Regions from separate parts of the Danio rerio genome. Here all the other regions are linked to region 2. The links are chromatin contacts, called in public Hi-C and Micro-C maps. All regions are on one chromosome and are shown on one strand. The core of a region is the stretch at or near the end of the contact, and the rest is flanking DNA. Distances in the headings are between cores, read along the strand shown.

Region 1 (2,700 bases), core at 116-2,615, 210 kb before region 2:
CAGTTGCTTTATTTTTGTAAACACTGGATTTTTAAAGAGAAAAAAATAGTTGTGTTTTATTTGACTTCATTTTACTATAGCTACATTTTTAGCTATATTTAATTATCTGTATGCAAAATTTTACATATATAATGTTTGTATATATAATTTTATTTTCCATTGAGTTGCTAAAATTAAATAGTTTGTGTTTATAGTATTAATATTTATAGTATAATATATGTGTGTATATATATATATATATATATATATATATATATATATATATATATATATATATATATATATTTATATTTATATTTGTGTGTGTGTGTGTGTGTGTATATACATATAATGCTATAAATATTAATATTATACCTATATATATGTATGTATATATAATATTTGTGTGTGTATGTATATATGTGTGTGTGTGTGTGTGTGTGTGTGTGTGTGTATATATATATATATATATATATATATATATATATATATATATATATATATATATATATATATATATATTTATAATTTTAGCAACTCAATGGAAAATATTTGACTTTATTCAACTTTTTTAACATGCGTATCGATTGAATGTAAAACAGATGTAAGCTGCGGCCTGTTATCAGAATGCAATCTGATCAGAAACTCCTAGCTACCTCAAACTCTAGCGTTTTCTTCTTCTTCTTCTTTTTCTTTTCCTCTCGCTGTTTTGCCTAATAAATGGAGAAGGTTGTCAGATGCAATTTTTCAGACGGGGCTGTCGGATATTCTGACAGCTTTGTGGCTCTGAGAATAAACACTAAAGGCCAGAACAGACAGAAAACAAAGGAGAAGATGCAATGGTCTCATGGGAAAACGGCTCAAAACAACACTCTGAGAACACAGGTATAGGGATGCGTTTTTGTGTGGAAGGGATGCGAGGAGAAAATAGGGCTTGATATCTATGTGGAAAATATCAGCAAACAGTGTACACTCCAAACGCTGTGTAACTTGCGGATCCTTTACTGAAATGAGCTTCCGTGTCTTTGAACGTGTCAGAAAGCAAGATTTGTCAGTGGCTCTATAAATACAAACTTGTAAACCGTGTACTCTGTGTGCAAGTTCCGCGTCCTAAAATAACCATCCATACCTTTGAACATTTATCAAGAATAATTATAATTGTGGTCATCGTCTGCGTGCAATTTTATAGAAAGATTTGGTCAACTGTGCTGCTAATTTCTCTGATGAATTGCAATTTGAGCGTTGCCTGCGCAGATACGCACACCTTTATACGGGAGTGCTTGTTTGGCAGGCAGAATTAATTAGCGTTTTCTTGTGTCCGTGTGATACACTGCATTTTTCCGCGAGGAATGTCAGGGTGGAAATGGAAAGGAAAAAAAGAAACAGCATGATCTTGTCTTGGCATGTATTAAATTCCGCTTTCACGTTTTGTCATGGGACAGGCCTGTGTTGTCAGAGAATCATCGCTTTGATTCATGCATCACCTCTCCAAGCTAAACATTAAGAAGCAGTTACACCCAAACATGTAGATTCCGTCATTGTTACCAGAGAAGCATAGCGGAGATGTTATGCAGAATGTCCAAGCTGCTCTATTCCATAAACAGAAATGAAGAATAAATTCTGCCGTAAAAAGATCAAATTTGCTTAAAAGATTCATCTGTCACCTTTCTAAGCTAAACGTTAAGAAGCAGTTACACCCAAACATGTAGATTTCGTCATTGTTACCAGAGAAGCATAGCGGAGAGATTTTGCAGAATGTCCAAGCTGCTCTATTACATAAACAGAAATGGAGGTGAAATCCATACTGCTGTAAAAAGATCTAATTCGCTTAAAAGATTCATCTGTCACCTCTCCAAGCTAAACATTAAGAAGCAGTTACACCCAAACATCTAGATTTCGTCATTGTTACCAGAAGAGCAAAATAAAGATATTATGCAGAATGTCCAAGCTGCTCTATTCCATAAACAGAAATGGAGGTTAAATTCTGCCTTAAAAAAGATCAAATTCGCACAAAAGATTCATCTGTCACCTCTCCAAACTAAAAACATTAGGAAGCAGTTACACCCAAACATGTAGATTTCGTCATTGTTACCAGAGAAGCATAGCGAAGAGATTTTGCAGAATGTCCAAGCTGCTCTATTCCATAAACAGAAATGGAGGTTAAATTCTGCCTTAAAAAAGATCAAATTCGCACAAAAGATTCATCTGTCACCTCTCCAAACTAAAAACATTAGGAAGCAGTTACACCCAAACATGTAGATTTCGTCATTGTTACCAGAGAAGCATAGCGAAGAGATTTTGCAGAATGTCCAAGCTGCTCTATTCCATAAACAGAAATAGAGGTGAAATTTATACTGCGGTAAAAAGATATAAGTCGATTAAAAGATTCATGCGTCACCTCTCCAAGCTAAACATTAAGAAGCAGTTACACCCAAACATGTAAATTCGTCATTGTTACCAGAAGAGCAAAATAGAGATATTATGCAGAATGTCCAAGCTGCTCCATCCATAAAAAGAAATGGAGGTTAAATTCATACTGCTGTGAAAAAATCAAATTCGATTTAATGATTTATCTGTCACCTCTCCAAGTTAAACGTTAAGAAGCAGTTACACCCAAACATGTAGATTTTGTCATTGTTACCAGAAAAGCATAGCGGAGATATTTTGCAGAATGTCCAAGCTGCTCTATTACATAAACCGAAATGGAGGTTAAATTCATAC
Region 2 (2,710 bases), core at 41-2,540:
CCTCTTTATTCTGTCACCTTTGCGCGAATATATCTGTGGACGCTGGTGGTGAGTAAGGTGTTGTGGACATAACTGAGGATGTGGGTGAAAGGGGGGTGTTGCGGACGCCGCCCTCTCTATACTGCCGCCCTAGGCAGCCGCCTAGGTCGCCTCTATGGACGCACCGGCCCTGCATACCATGCATTTTTACATTTCTGGGGCTCTTTAACAAATTGCTTTTGTTGCTTTGAGTAAAAGTATCTGCAAAATGCTAATGCTAGTCGAATGTGTGCTGTAGTCACTTACCTAGTTTAAGGTCTCTGTGCAGAATCTCTTGCTCATGTAGATACTTCAGTCCCGAGACAATCTGTTTTAAGTAGTACCGAACCTCTGGTTCTGTAAGCACTTTTCGGGCCTTGAGAATGTGTGCTAGTGACTGAAGAACAAATTACATAAGGAAGTTATAGCAACAATATTTGTTGGTCAGATCGAAAAACCATATCAATAATACTCACCCGTCTGCTGCAGTATTCAAGTAGGATGTAAATGTTGTCTTTGTCCTCGAAGTGATGGTAGAACTGAACAATGTGTTTGTGATGCAGGGCTCTGTGCAATTCGATTTCTCTATCAATCTGTCGATCAAATGGTTGCAAGCTTAACAAATGATGTAGGGAAGTAATGTAAATGAAGTAATGCTGCCAGAAGTACATACGTGACAACAGGACAGCAAGCTTACCTTTTCCCTTTGGTGAGGTTTGGAAACGCGTGTGTGTGGAATGATTTTGGCTGCATACATTTTGCCTGTGCTTAGATCTGTAAATTCATAGCACTTGGCAAAACCGCCCTGCAACAGAGAAACTGCATTTTCACATATACATACTAATGACACCAATCGTTGAAAATCTGTTATCAAGATTTAATCTTAAAAAAAAAAAAAAAAAAAAAAAAAAAATATATATATATATATATATATATATATATATATATATATATATATATATATATATATATATATATATATATATATACTTTTGTATTAAACATAAAAATGCTAAATATTTTTGATTTGTCAAATGTAAAACATTTACCTTGCCTAAAACTTTCCCTCTACAGTAACATTTCCCAGTGGCTGAATCCGTGACAATGCGTGACATTTCTTGAGTGGCATATGAAGTATCCTCTAATTTCCTTCGTCTGCTTTCACTGGCTCTGCTGTGTGTGTGTTCACACATCTTCCCGCTATTTACAGGCTGGTGGTGATGGTGGTGGTGTGCTATAGTCCTGAGTATGTCCATGCTCGCGTTTCGACTATGGAGAAAAATCTCAGAGCTTTAGTTTTATACAGGCTGTTGATCGCTCCGCCCCTTTATTTTGACTGGCGCGTCATGCGCGTTCACGTTGCGCTGAATTGAAGCAGTGACTTTCGCTCAATTAATGTTATGATTTGCGCTAATATAAGCAAACCAACCCAACCTGTTCATAACTTTCTGATCAAATTGCACTGAAATGAAACCAGTCATTTAAATATGAACACAAATACAACATATAAAAATATGGTATATTTATTATTTATTTATTGTGATATTCAAATGGGATTTTATTGTTCATATTCAAACCACATTTGATTTAAAATCACATTTTAAAGGTTTGATTAGGTCATGCTTGTCACAGTAAAGATATCTAGCCCCACCTTGTGGTAGCTTTACGCTATAGGCTACTGCATATTAGTGCAGTGAGAGATGTATGACTCATGCGATATCAGTTTGCCTAGATTTAGACCCATCAAACATATTTATAATTAAAGTGTTAATTCAGATTGCTCATAATTTGATATTATTTTAAAGGATACCATTAAGTTAAATATGCATGCGTTTATGTCATGCTCATTAGAGTAGATTTCTTAGTAGCCTAAAGATTTTTTTAACAACACTGTTTTACACTGTGTAACTGTCTAGTGTTGCCAGTTAATTTATGTAACAGAGCAGCAGTGGTAACTAAGTGGAAACTGCTTAGCTAATAGCTTTCATACATTAATAGTATGTCATATATTGTAGTGATACTAATATGAATTATTGATATATCTATTTCTATTTACAAGGTAACAAAAAAGTCTAATTGATAATAAATAAATAAATAAATAAATAAATAAATAAATAAATAAATAAAACAGTTGCAGTGTATGTATCACAGGCAGGGGCAGATTTAACCAATAAGCAATGTAAGCAGTCACTTAGGGCCCTAAAAAATCAGAGTGCTCCCAAATAAATACCTAGAATTATGGCTTTAAATTATATATTACATTATTTTCTGTTGTATTTTGTATGGTGAGGGTCAAAACATTTTTAATTTGAATATAACGATTACATCTGAGCAAATGTGTCCCCCACCCTCAATCATGGACCAGTCCAGCAGTCAAATCAGTAAAGATTTGGTTTTAAAAACGAAACATTCATTTATTATTTTTAGTTCATTTCAATTTTAAGAAAACAAATCATTTCTAAAGTTTTACAAGATGCTTTAGATGTTATTATTATTTTGCATTAATATAAATTGTAAAAAAGGTAAAAAAAAAACAAAAAAACAATTAAAATAAAAAATATTGTTTTAAACAATAAATTTAATAACGAATTTTTTTTTTGCCTGTGCTATAATCACTGTACAGACTATTACTAGTTATTTTTCAAGATATCAATATTCAGCTTAAAATGCAAAAAGGCTTAACTAAGTAAAC
Region 3 (2,733 bases), core at 68-2,567, 240 kb before region 2:
TCACGCCCCCACAAGAGCAAGCTTCTGATTGGTTAACGCGGCGCGAATGTCCGCTGAAGTTCAGATTTTCGAACTCGAGAGATTCACGCGAAACGCTCGTTAAGCGCGTCAAACTAGCAAAACGCTCAATTCGCCCCGCGCCATCCGCGCAATTTGCATAATTCGCGCCGCAGGATGTCTATTCACGTTTGCATTGACTTAACATGTAAATCCCTCGCGCTTGACGCGTGTTCCGCGTCTGGTGTGAACGCAGCATCACTTTGTACAGGGAGGTTAAAGCAGTACTGGTTGATCCAGACACACAAGCGTGTGTGCTGAACGGATTTTCTCTACCACATCTATCATGGGTCAGCTGTGATTACTAGGGATGTAACGATTTACTGTGAGCTGGTTGAAAATCGATTTAAATACGTGACTTTACTTCGGTAGAAGTGTTGAATGAATCACGATACATGTTTTGAACCAAGAAAAAAGGTTAATTTCAAACCCTGCGACTGGTTAAAACCAGTGGTGATGAGGTCTTAATGTATGCAAAGAGTCTTAAAGGTGTTAAAAGCTATTGAATTTCAATCCTTGATTCATTTATATACCCTCTGTAAGTATATATGGCCCTAGATTAACTCCATAAAAAAATGTTTTTAAATAAACAGTAGTACTTTGATTATTAATCCTCTTTATGTCTTAATCCCCTTTAGTCTTTCTTATGTCCTACTAAAACCACCACATAAAACCTGCAGCTCTTTGAAGTTATAATAAATTGCGTTTTAAATTGACTGATAAAAAACTGATAAATCGCAATTAGTTTTTTGTTTTTCTCAAATCGTGCAGCCCTACTTACAATTATAGCTGTAGGTCAGTGTGCTATTACAAAAACACTGAGTAAAGACTATTTAATAGTGTACATGCACAAGCTGTACATCATCAGCCTCCAGCACACATCTGGACCATTTTTATAGCGTAACGTGGGCGTTTATATGTGTGGAATAAAATGTTAGTACCTGTAATATTAGCACCAGGGGTCATAATTTGACTGTAGACATAAAATAGTAGGGTCTGTATTTGAATTGACTACTGGACTCGGTTCTTGAAGGGGTTACAGATTTCAGCTCGTTCTGATTTTTCATTATTATTATTCTTTTTCTCTCCGCTGGTTACTCCTGGCAAAGTGCTAATATTCTCTATTTTCAGTTGTGTGTTTTTGTTGAACGCGTACCAGCTCAAGTGTATAGTATTTGGCCCAGATTCTTTCCTCTACCCAGTAAATATGACGATCCAACGGCACGCAGTCTCTCCAAACTCTGACACGCTCTGTGATCACTTTAAGCATGCAGCCAAAGAAAACCACAAACTCCTCACTGCCTGGGAAATATCGATCAATACATTCTCATCCAAATCCCGAAGGCGTAGTCGCTTATTAGTTTTATTCTGCAGCGGTGGCTTTGCCAAGACCAATAAAGTGATGGCTTAACCGTCAACCCATCAGTCATGTTAAAAGTTCTATCTTTCTTCTAACCGGTTGATCTTTAATTGCCTTCTGTTGTAAAGACTGGCATTTTTTAAGCGGTTTGTATATGTAGCAAGACATTATATTAAACAAACAGCTTTTTTTTTGTACTTGCTACTGTCCAGTTGCCAGGAGAAAGTATGTATTTGGACTAATATTTGATGAATCAAGTTTACTTTGGCTTTGCAGGGCTTTACAGAAACCTTCCAGGGTATATATTTTTCAAAAACCTCATTTATGGAAATGATGGTGAAAATGTTTCCAGAGAGGATTATGTCAACGTTAACCCATTCACTGCCACTTTGCTGACACAGACGTTTGTTAAAATGGGGAATTCCCTTTATAAAAGTATAGTTATAGTTTATTTTACCTGATGAATTATGTTTCTTTTAGTGTGGCTGAAATGAAAGCAACTTTAAAATTTTTATAATTTTGTTTTCATTGAAACAATGTTATTGGCTACAGAAGGAACTACTGTTTTGTAATAATTGGTAATAATCGAATTAACCTAATTTGCCTAGCTAACCTGATTAAAGTAGTTAGATCTTTAAATGGCACTTTAAGCTTAATAGCTAGTAAAATATTTTGTAGTACTGTCATAATGACAAAGGCAAAATTAGTATTAGATATATATATATATATATATATATATATATATATATATATATATATATATATATATATATATATATATATATATATATATATTAGGGATGCAACAATACAGTTAGCCCACGATTCAATACATACCTTGGTTTTTTTAACATGGGGTTTGGTTCTCATGGCTTTACACGCGTGTTTTTATTTTATTTTATAGGCAATAGGAATAGTAAGAGGTTAAGGAGAAAAAACAAATACAATTTATTGCAATACTCATTTTGTTTTACTTAAAAGCCACGAAAAGTACACTAGCTCCTAGTGTATTGTGATAAAATGAACACTGAAATCTCACAGCTTTTGGTAGCCCATGTACAAACTGGGCAACACGTAAAATCCTACACTTTAAAAATAATCATACATATGAAGTTAATAAAGATAAATTGGACATTTCAAATAAACATATTTGTACTTAAGTAAAAATAAATGAACCATCTTAATTATTTTGGTGCTGAAATGACAACAAGTCACTATATATATATATATATATATATATATATATATATATATATATATATATATATATATATATATATATATATATATATATATTGTTCACATTTTAAGATTAG

What was found. A called contact is a pair of places that touch in the nucleus more often than the background predicts.
Region 1: a Micro-C map of caudal fin shows a contact between it and region 2, with 4 times the contacts expected there. The contact joins the enhancer-like site here to the promoter of plk2a in region 2. A contact is called at or near these places in 3 of 18 Hi-C or Micro-C datasets (caudal fin, hematopoietic stem cells and an unstated tissue) and 1 of 4 datasets of contacts at active chromatin or transcription factors (caudal fin).
Region 3: a contact with region 2 is called in a Hi-C map of embryo, with 3 times the contacts expected there. The contact joins the enhancer-like site here to the promoter of plk2a in region 2. A contact is called at or near these places in 4 of 18 Hi-C or Micro-C datasets (caudal fin, embryo, hematopoietic stem cells and 1 more) and 2 of 4 datasets of contacts at active chromatin or transcription factors (caudal fin and embryo).

Annotation. Positions count from the first base shown.
Region 1 is chr10:4,574,661-4,577,360 of GRCz12tu, forward strand. The region is part of intron 2 of mn1a (meningioma 1a); the gene reads left to right. Among named protein-coding and RNA genes, the nearest start is that of mn1a, 7.8 kb to the left of the region's middle. Within about 2 kb of position 1,366, at least 3 of the 62 cell types and tissues checked have an H3K27ac peak or open chromatin away from gene starts, as enhancers often do. A contact at or near this core is called in caudal fin, where this site is marked.
Region 2 is chr10:4,787,934-4,790,643 of GRCz12tu, forward strand. It overlaps plk2a (polo-like kinase 2a (Drosophila)), which reads right to left and starts at 1,291. Exons shown (of 14, transcript XM_073914367.1): 1 at 1,068-1,291; 2 at 716-823; 3 at 495-611; 4 at 1-415.
Region 3 is chr10:4,550,519-4,553,251 of GRCz12tu, forward strand. The region is part of intron 10 of pitpnb (phosphatidylinositol transfer protein, beta); the gene reads left to right. Among named protein-coding and RNA genes, the nearest start is that of mn1a, 16 kb to the right of the region's middle. Within about 2 kb of position 1,318, at least 5 of the 62 cell types and tissues checked have an H3K27ac peak or open chromatin away from gene starts, as enhancers often do. A contact at or near this core is called in caudal fin, where this site is marked.